Regions from separate parts of the Danio rerio genome. Here region 2 is linked to region 1. The links are chromatin contacts, called in public Micro-C maps. All regions are on one chromosome and are shown on one strand. The core of a region is the stretch at or near the end of the contact, and the rest is flanking DNA. Distances in the headings are between cores, read along the strand shown.

Evidence for each region. Hi-C and Micro-C count contacts between places; a contact is called where the count stands out from the background.
Region 2: a Micro-C map of caudal fin shows a contact between it and region 1, with 4 times the contacts expected there. The contact joins two enhancer-like sites. A contact is called at or near these places in 2 of 18 Hi-C or Micro-C datasets (caudal fin and an unstated tissue) and 1 of 4 datasets of contacts at active chromatin or transcription factors (caudal fin).

What each region holds. Positions count from the first base shown.
Region 1 is chr8:19,050,423-19,054,451 of GRCz12tu, forward strand. It overlaps dimt1l (DIM1 dimethyladenosine transferase 1-like (S. cerevisiae)), which reads left to right. Exons shown (of 12, transcript NM_001003556.3): 12 at 1-870. Among named protein-coding and RNA genes, the nearest start is that of dimt1l, 9.6 kb to the left of the region's middle. Within about 2 kb of position 1,784, at least 7 of the 62 cell types and tissues checked have an H3K27ac peak or open chromatin away from gene starts, as enhancers often do.
Region 2 is chr8:19,131,116-19,135,176 of GRCz12tu, forward strand. No RefSeq gene overlaps it. Among named protein-coding and RNA genes, the nearest start is that of dimt1l, 90 kb to the left of the region's middle. Within about 2 kb of position 1,491, at least 4 of the 62 cell types and tissues checked have an H3K27ac peak or open chromatin away from gene starts, as enhancers often do.

The DNA.
Region 1 (4,029 bases), core at 534-3,033:
GGTGCAGTTTTAATTGCATTAGTTAATGTAAAGAATTGCCATGAACAAATGGATCATTTGATTGATCAAAAATAATAATATTAACTACTATTTACTCACCCTTAAGTCTTTCTAAAATGTTTGAGTTCCTGCCTCTGTTGAACATAAAATAGATATTTTGAAGAAAGCTGAAAACCTTATATAGTAATTGTTTTCTCTGCTATAGAAGTCAACAGTTACAGGTTTTCAGCTTTCTTCAAAATATCTTCATTGTGTTTAACAGAAGAAAGTAACTCATAACTAAAGGTTTGAAACTGGTGAAGTATGATTAAATGATGACAATTTTCTTTTGTGGGTGTACTATCTCTTTAAATACAAACAATGAGCCGAACATTTTGCAGCATTTTTGCCTGGGTGGATATAAATGGATTGATAGCAAAGCTTCAGTTCATTTATAGAACTTGGAGTGTCAAACATGTATTAGTGAATCTAGAAAAAATAACATACTTTGAATATTAAATGTGTAAGTATTTAAAACATACATTTTATTTGCATTTTCGTACAGTTATTGAAACTGTACTTTGTATACTGTAAATATGATTGCAAACTATTGACCTATTCTCTAATTTGTTTAAGGCATGTTTCTTTAAAAGGGTTTAGTTGTACAAGGTCAATAAATCTTAAAGTAAATGTTTTGTTAACTTATTATTTAGAGTGTAAAAAATACAATCAAGAACATGTTCTCCAAACTTCTGAATACAAGTCTTTTGGCTTTTAAAGAAAGAAGAAAACTGCTTTGTTCATTTGTGTACGACTTGTGTCTAGTGCTTCTAATTTGATTCACTTTGAATTGTTTTCATGCTCCGAAAGTAAAACAACCTTTTTTTGGAATCGTTTTTGACTCCTTTCACAAATAGCCTAGAGTTTAACAATTGAGTTTAACCATTTTTAAATCCATTCAGTTAATCTCCAGGTCTGGCGGGTGCACTTTTATCTTAGCTTAGCATAAATCACTAAATCTAGATAGATCATTAGCTTCTTGCTAAAAAAAAAAAAAAGATAATTTTCCTCTTTAAGCTTGACTCTTCTGTAGTTACAATGTGGATTAAGACAATAAAAAAACAGCTTTTTCCAGGTTGATATTTTTTAACTGTAGGGGCCTCTATAAATGAACGTACATTCCCCCAAAATTCCCCCTCAGATTTTCATCTTTTGATGTGATAGAAAGGTTGAAGATATAAATTTGATTATTGTTATTATTATTATTATTATTATTATTATTATTATTATTATTATCATTATTATTATTATTATTATTATTATTATTATTATTATTATTATTATTATTATTATTATTATTATTATCATTTTTATTATTATTTTAAATATATGGATATGGATATATGGATATATATAAATATGGATTAATAACCAATGATCACTACTGATCATTTTATGCTTTTTAAAGAAATCTTTAAATGTGTGTTTTTCTTGCGATGATACTTCAGAATGACTTCAATGTGGCCCTTTATCTTTCATATATTGGCAAACCCTGAATGCACCCTGCAGGAAAAAAAAGGTTAAACAGACTTGAGATCTGATCATTTGCAAGATTTATTCTATTTTTTACTTGTCTGCCCTTATTTTCTTTTAGTACACTCTGCAGAATTAAATGAAAATTTAGTTTTTCACATGACTGACGATTAAATGAATAGAAAATCTGTTGTGGTTACTGTTGGAAGAATTAAGTGGATTATTTCGGTAGTTGCAGACCAAACGCTCGTTGTCTTTGCGTTATTTGAGCACTAGATGGCTCTCAAGTACCGTGACAACTGTTTTGTGTTTAGCTAACAAGGCAACTATTCCTACTGTCAACCCTTTCTTTCACTTTTTCTTTTTCACATTCACCTATTTTACTTCAGTTTTTTAGTTTCTCTTCTTTTTTTAGTTTTAGTTTCTTTTCAGTTTCTCTTTAATTTTATTGTTCGTTTCACCACCTCTTTCTTTGCATAGTGTAAATATATATAGATATCTGTACAGATATAATTTTACAGTTTTGTTGTTGTTGTTGTTGTTAAACTTTTACTCTTTTTCCTCTCCTGCTAACAAAAACTTACTGCAAAAGCTGATTTTTTTTATATTGACACTCTGGCTGATAGATGGCAGGAACTTGTACAGTATGTATTGGGGTGAAGTGTCTTGCTCTATTCTGAACTGGAAAGGATTGATTTGAGTTGGAGCGCCACAGGCTCACAGCCTCGAGAGTGACAATGGCCTCTTCTGTCAGTCAATGCTGGAGTGTGTGTTGACTGCCTGATAGCGCTCGTGCACAGTATGAGGCTGATTTGATGGATTGATATCATTGGACTCTTCAGGCTTGTTTTCATTCAGATATTTTAAAATGACATACAGGGTTTCCATGGGTCATGGAATTTCTGGGATACAATGCTCAGCATAGATAAGTACACCCCTTACAAATCTATCTTTTAAATTTAATATTTTTAATAGTAAGCAATACCATATTACATTTGTGCACCTACATTAGATTAGTCAGTACTGAAGCTTATCTAACAAAATAATTTGCAATAACTAGTAAACCTAAATTTCTGTTACAGAAAATATGAACTACAAATTAAAAAAAAAGGAAAAATCAAGAGAAGCAAGTTGTATTTTGTTTTTTATTTAATTGTTTACATTTAATTTTTCTTTTGAATTTAATTGGTTCATCTTTTCAATTTCTAAATATGTTTAGTGACTTAAAATATTATTTTAATAAATATATCTGTTTAATCTGTTTTGTTTAAATGCACCAAAATGCATTGCCTATATTCACTGAGAAATGGATAAAAAAATCATTTTCTAAATTGGGTGTACTTAAGTATGCTGAGCACTGTACCATAGAATTTTAAAAGGTCTATAACAGACATTGTAAATCAATATTTTAGATTATTTTTATAGTCATGGAAGATCAGGGATTTTTGTTTGTCGTTTTAAATTGTAGTTTCCATTTTATCAAAATGTCACTTTTCTATACTGCATTTTTAAATGTTTTTAATTTTTAAATTTATTTATTTTTTTACAAATTATTATGGTTCCAGGCTATTTATCAGCTCGATCGTTATTTCTTTTATCTGAAGTGATGGCCAGTTTAATTTTTTAAATTTGCTTTTTTAGCATATGAAAATAAACATTAACTTAAACAGAACAAAAAAACGGGTTCAAAGGCCATTTGACAATACACACGCAGTCGGACACAACATAATACCATATCATCCAGAAAGCATAAGAGGGGGAAAAAAATGAATTAAATATATAAGAAAAAAAAAAATTACAGAGAAATGTGTAGACTTCAAAACTTGACATCTGCTAAATCAATCCCACCTATAATGAGTTACAAATCAGCATTAATGATATACAATATATTTGGGTTCCATATTTAGAAAAAAATATGTGTAGTTTGCGACTCCCAGATCTTAAAAAACACGCAGCCATTGAAACACTAGTGTTCACGAAGCTATTTAAGAACTAGCTTTAAATGTTACATTACAGTGCAGTCCTCATAGTGGCTTTTACAGCCTAAAAAATGATATTCAACTGAATCTTTTTTAATATAGTTATTCAACTTTAAAACATTGATTTAATGTTGTATTAGAGATTTTCTCAGTCACTTTGGTGCATTTATTGAATAATCCTTGATATTTGCAAAACTGTAAGTGGATTTCACAAAATAAATCAAATTGAAACTGCTTTTTTTTTCTTTTTTTTTTTGAAGTGCACAAGTGACACAATGAAGGCGAGGCAGTGGCGCAGTAGTTAGTGCTGTTGCCTCACAGCAAGAAGGTTGCTGGTTCGAACCTCGGCTCAGTTGGCGTTTTTGTGTGGAGTTTGCATGTTCTCCCTGCCTTCGCGTGGGTTTCCTCCGGGTGTTCCATTACCCCTACAGTCCAAAGACATGCGGTATGGGTGAATTGGGTAGGCTAAATTGTCCGTAGTGTATGAGTGTGTGTGAATGTGTGTGTGGATGTTTCCCAGAGATGGGTTGCGGCTGGA
Region 2 (4,061 bases), core at 241-2,740, 80 kb after region 1:
CTGTGATAACTTAATGTGAAAACATGCTACAAAAATATTACGTTATCAATCTGTTGGAATCAAAAAAATTTTTTAAAATAAAATACTACAAACAAATGAAATGTAAAAAAGTAAGATTAGGACAAGACTAGGACATTCAAACAAGACATTAAAACATGCCAAACATCATTTTAGCATTGTGTTAATATCCAAGAATATACTACCTACAAGTGAAAACTTTAATAAAATTAAGGTTAGCAACTTGTTTTAAATGTGTTACTCCATATCTTAAACTATCAAAGCAAAACCACTAGGCTAGGAGGACATGCTAAACATGTTAAATTATACTAGAAGCCAAGAAATATACTACCAACCAGTGAAAATGTGTTCAAGTAAGATTAGCAACTTGGGTGTTACTCCATATCTAATACAATCAAAGCAAAACCACTAGGCTAGAAAATACTAGCATGATAAAATATGCTACAAACATGTTAAATCGTGCTAGCATTGCATTCGAATCCAAGAAATATGCTACAATTAAAACATTAAAATTAGGATTAGCAACTTGTTTTGAACGTGTTACTTTATGTCTAACACTATCAAAACAACAACACTAGGCTAGGACATGCTAACAACATGTTAAAACATGCTACAAACATGTTAAATTATACTAGCATTGTGTTAGAATCCAAGAACTATGCTATCATCAACAACTGAAAACATTGAAGAGTAAGATTAGCAACTTGTTTTTTAATGTGTTTCTCTATATCTAATGCAATCGAAGCAAAACCAGTAGGCCAGGACACGCTTACAACATGCTAAATCATGCTACAAACATACTAAAAATGCTAGCAGTATAGCCTACTAGCCAAATGAAAAAAAAAACATGTCAAGCGAAACAACTAGAACCTGCTAATAGCATGTTAAAATATGCTATATTTTTATCAATGTGTCTAGCTTTAAATTCCAAATCCAAAGCCGCCAAACTTCTGGTTAGATTTTCTCAAGTCATCATTATGCTATAGTCTTCTTGGCAACCTTTTTTATCCAGTTAACACATGCTGGTGTTTTGCATATCTTTACTGCAGTGTGAGAGTCAATGCAGGTCATCTGAGTAGATGTGATTTACAGCATGTGATAGTAAACCTGAGGTGGGAGTGTCAGTGTGTGTATATGTCCAGGCAGAAAAACAGCGCTCTGTGTGACTGACAGACGGAGCGCTTTAAACAGACCCCCTTAGGTTTATGTTTCATTTCTGTGTCAGGGTTAATATTGAGAGTAATACGGCTCAAATCAGTTCCATGCGTGTTTAGCTCCATGAGGAAAGCTACAGTCCTGCAGGCCTCCTCTGAGAGGGATTTCCCAATACCAACACAAGTAAGTCTAACAAAATACAACGTGATAGGGAACAGATAAACAAACAAAACACTGCATTGTTCTGCAAGCCACATGCTTCTAGCTGCATGGTAGCGCTGCTCTTCACTGTACCTGATCCAGCTCCAGTAGTGTGGCTGTTTGTGTGTGTCTAATCGCACAGATTGGAACTAATGAACCTTGCCTGTGGTCACTGGGTTCAGGTCTTTATTGCTGCTGTGGCCCAGCACATTTCACCATAGATTCAATCCTCCTAACGACCGTTTCACCACAGATGTTTCGACACAGCAGCACAGTTTTTACTGAGGTCGTAGTATCACAACTTAAATGGACTACAACTTTCCTGTGCCCTCCAACATAACTACAAGTTTGTATAAGTGTAGAGTGTAATATTTTTGTATTATGAGGTCACACTTGATTATTTTAAGCTACAATTCTAGCCATTAACTAGGATTTTATCTCAATAAAGTAATAATTTGCGACTGATTAATAGTTAGTAAGAAAGTAGTTGGGGTTAGGTAATGGGTTGGATTAAGATTATACTTTAAAAGTACTGTACTACTAACAAACAGCCAGTTTGTAGAGAGAATTAATACTTAAAAGTTTGTAGTAATTCGTTCATTCATTTTCTTTCAGCTTAGTCCCTTTATTTATCAGTGGTTGTCACAGCGGAATGAATCACCAACTTATCCAGCATATGTTTTACACTGCGGATGCCCTTTCAGCTGCAACTCAGTACTGGAAAACACCCATACACACTCATTCACACACATTCGTTTGTTTTCTTTTCAGCTTAGTCCCTTTATTAATTATAGGTCGCCACAGCGGAATGAATCGCCAACTTATCCAGGCATTTGTTTTATGCAGCGGATGCCTTTCCAACCACAACCGAGCGCTGGGAAACACCCATACACTCTTGCATTCACACCCACACATACACTACAGCCTATTTAGCTTGGACTGTTGGGGAAACTGGAGCACCCGGAGGAAACCCACATAAACACGAGGAGAACATGTAAACTCCACATAGAAATGCCAACTGAGCAAGCCAGGACTCAAACCAGCGACCTTGTTGCTATGAGGCGACAGTGCTAACCACTTTGCCACCCGACGTTGCCTACATTTTATTTTAATGGTAAGCTGTTTTTCAGCCAATGATAAACTTTTGACGAAAGCTTTATGTGACTATTTTCAATTTCATAAGGTTAGTTTTACAGCATCGATGTTTTAATGTGATTACAATACATTAAATTAAATAGACTTAAGCATTCATTTAGTTGTTCAAGTAAAAAAAGTAATAAAAGACTGGAAGGATCAGCTGGCTAATTCAGAATCTGTGTTGAAAATATTGGGGTAAAATAAACTCCTATTTTAAAGACTTGGCAGGGGAAAATTTAATTTAATGCAGTGCTTCTTGTTCGGTCTGAGACCCACTTTATATCATATATCTATCAGGCAGCAAAGATCACTGATTTTTAAAAAAATCAGACCTTAAACGTGGGAATTTTTGAGAAGGGTCTGGATGCAGACCTGGTGCAGTGCAATCTGAGCTGCATCCAATGCTTTTTAATGCGCTCACCTAACCCCACCCCTAACCCTACCCATCACAGTGACGTCACTCACTGTGCCTTGTGTCTGAGATTGCATTGCTGAGTGATGCAATCTCAGTAAGCATCATAAAGGCTGCATATATACCCTATTGAATTGAATAAACTACTGTTAATGAGTGTGTGTATGGGTGTATCCCAGTACTGGTTTGCGACTGGAAAGGCATCCACTGTGTAAAACATATGTCGGACTAGCTGGTGATTCATTCCGCTGATGGCGACCTCTAAAATTGAGACTAAACCGAAAGAAAATGAATGAATATATTTCGAAATATATTGGAAGCATGCAAACTAAGTCAATTTCAAAATTTGTGGTGCTTTATTGTAGTATTTGTTTGAAAACAAATTGAGAGTGCTGGCATATTGACCAATCATGTGAGTTTGGGGAGGGGCTACATGTTTTAACTCTAGAATTGTTTTAAATCAATCATAATTTTTGTGATTCCCTTTAGTATCACCAGTAGCAGAAACACAGTGCGCTTCACTTTGAAGGATGTATCGAGGCTGTGTCTTGATTTCTTAATTTCCGGCATTTATGAGTGTCTTCAATCTCATAATTGTGTCGCCGCCTCAAAAAACTTTATGTTTCCCTGCACCATCCTTCAGGGTTTTATCTACTGTGATATACTGTTCTAGTTTTACTAAACGGGCGCTCTTTCCCTCATTCTTTCTTTCCTACACTCCTTCTGGGAGGTGTTCTGTCAGAAATGTGTTTTTAATCAGGGCTGTGTTCTGCTGGGATATGTTAATGTGGAACACTGCTTCCCAAACCCTGTGGGTCCACTGCGGAGCCAGCGCATAGCCAACTTTGGGCCAATGCTGGCGCGCACACAGCCCACTGACATCCCCTGCATTAAGAGGAGAGGAAAAGGGAAATATTTCCTAGAAAACCCCTGAAAGAAGCTGCCATGCAAAACAAACCCACTACAGTGGAGGAGATGTGGGTTAGAGGTGGACTGCCGTACTATGGACTCATAGAAGAGTCGCCCTTCAGAAATTTTGCCTTATGTTCACGCATAATGAATGCAAACAAAGCTGGAGCACAAATGTGTTGTTTTCCAGCATGCCTCTAAGAACGGCCAGTGCTCTGGGTGACTGTAT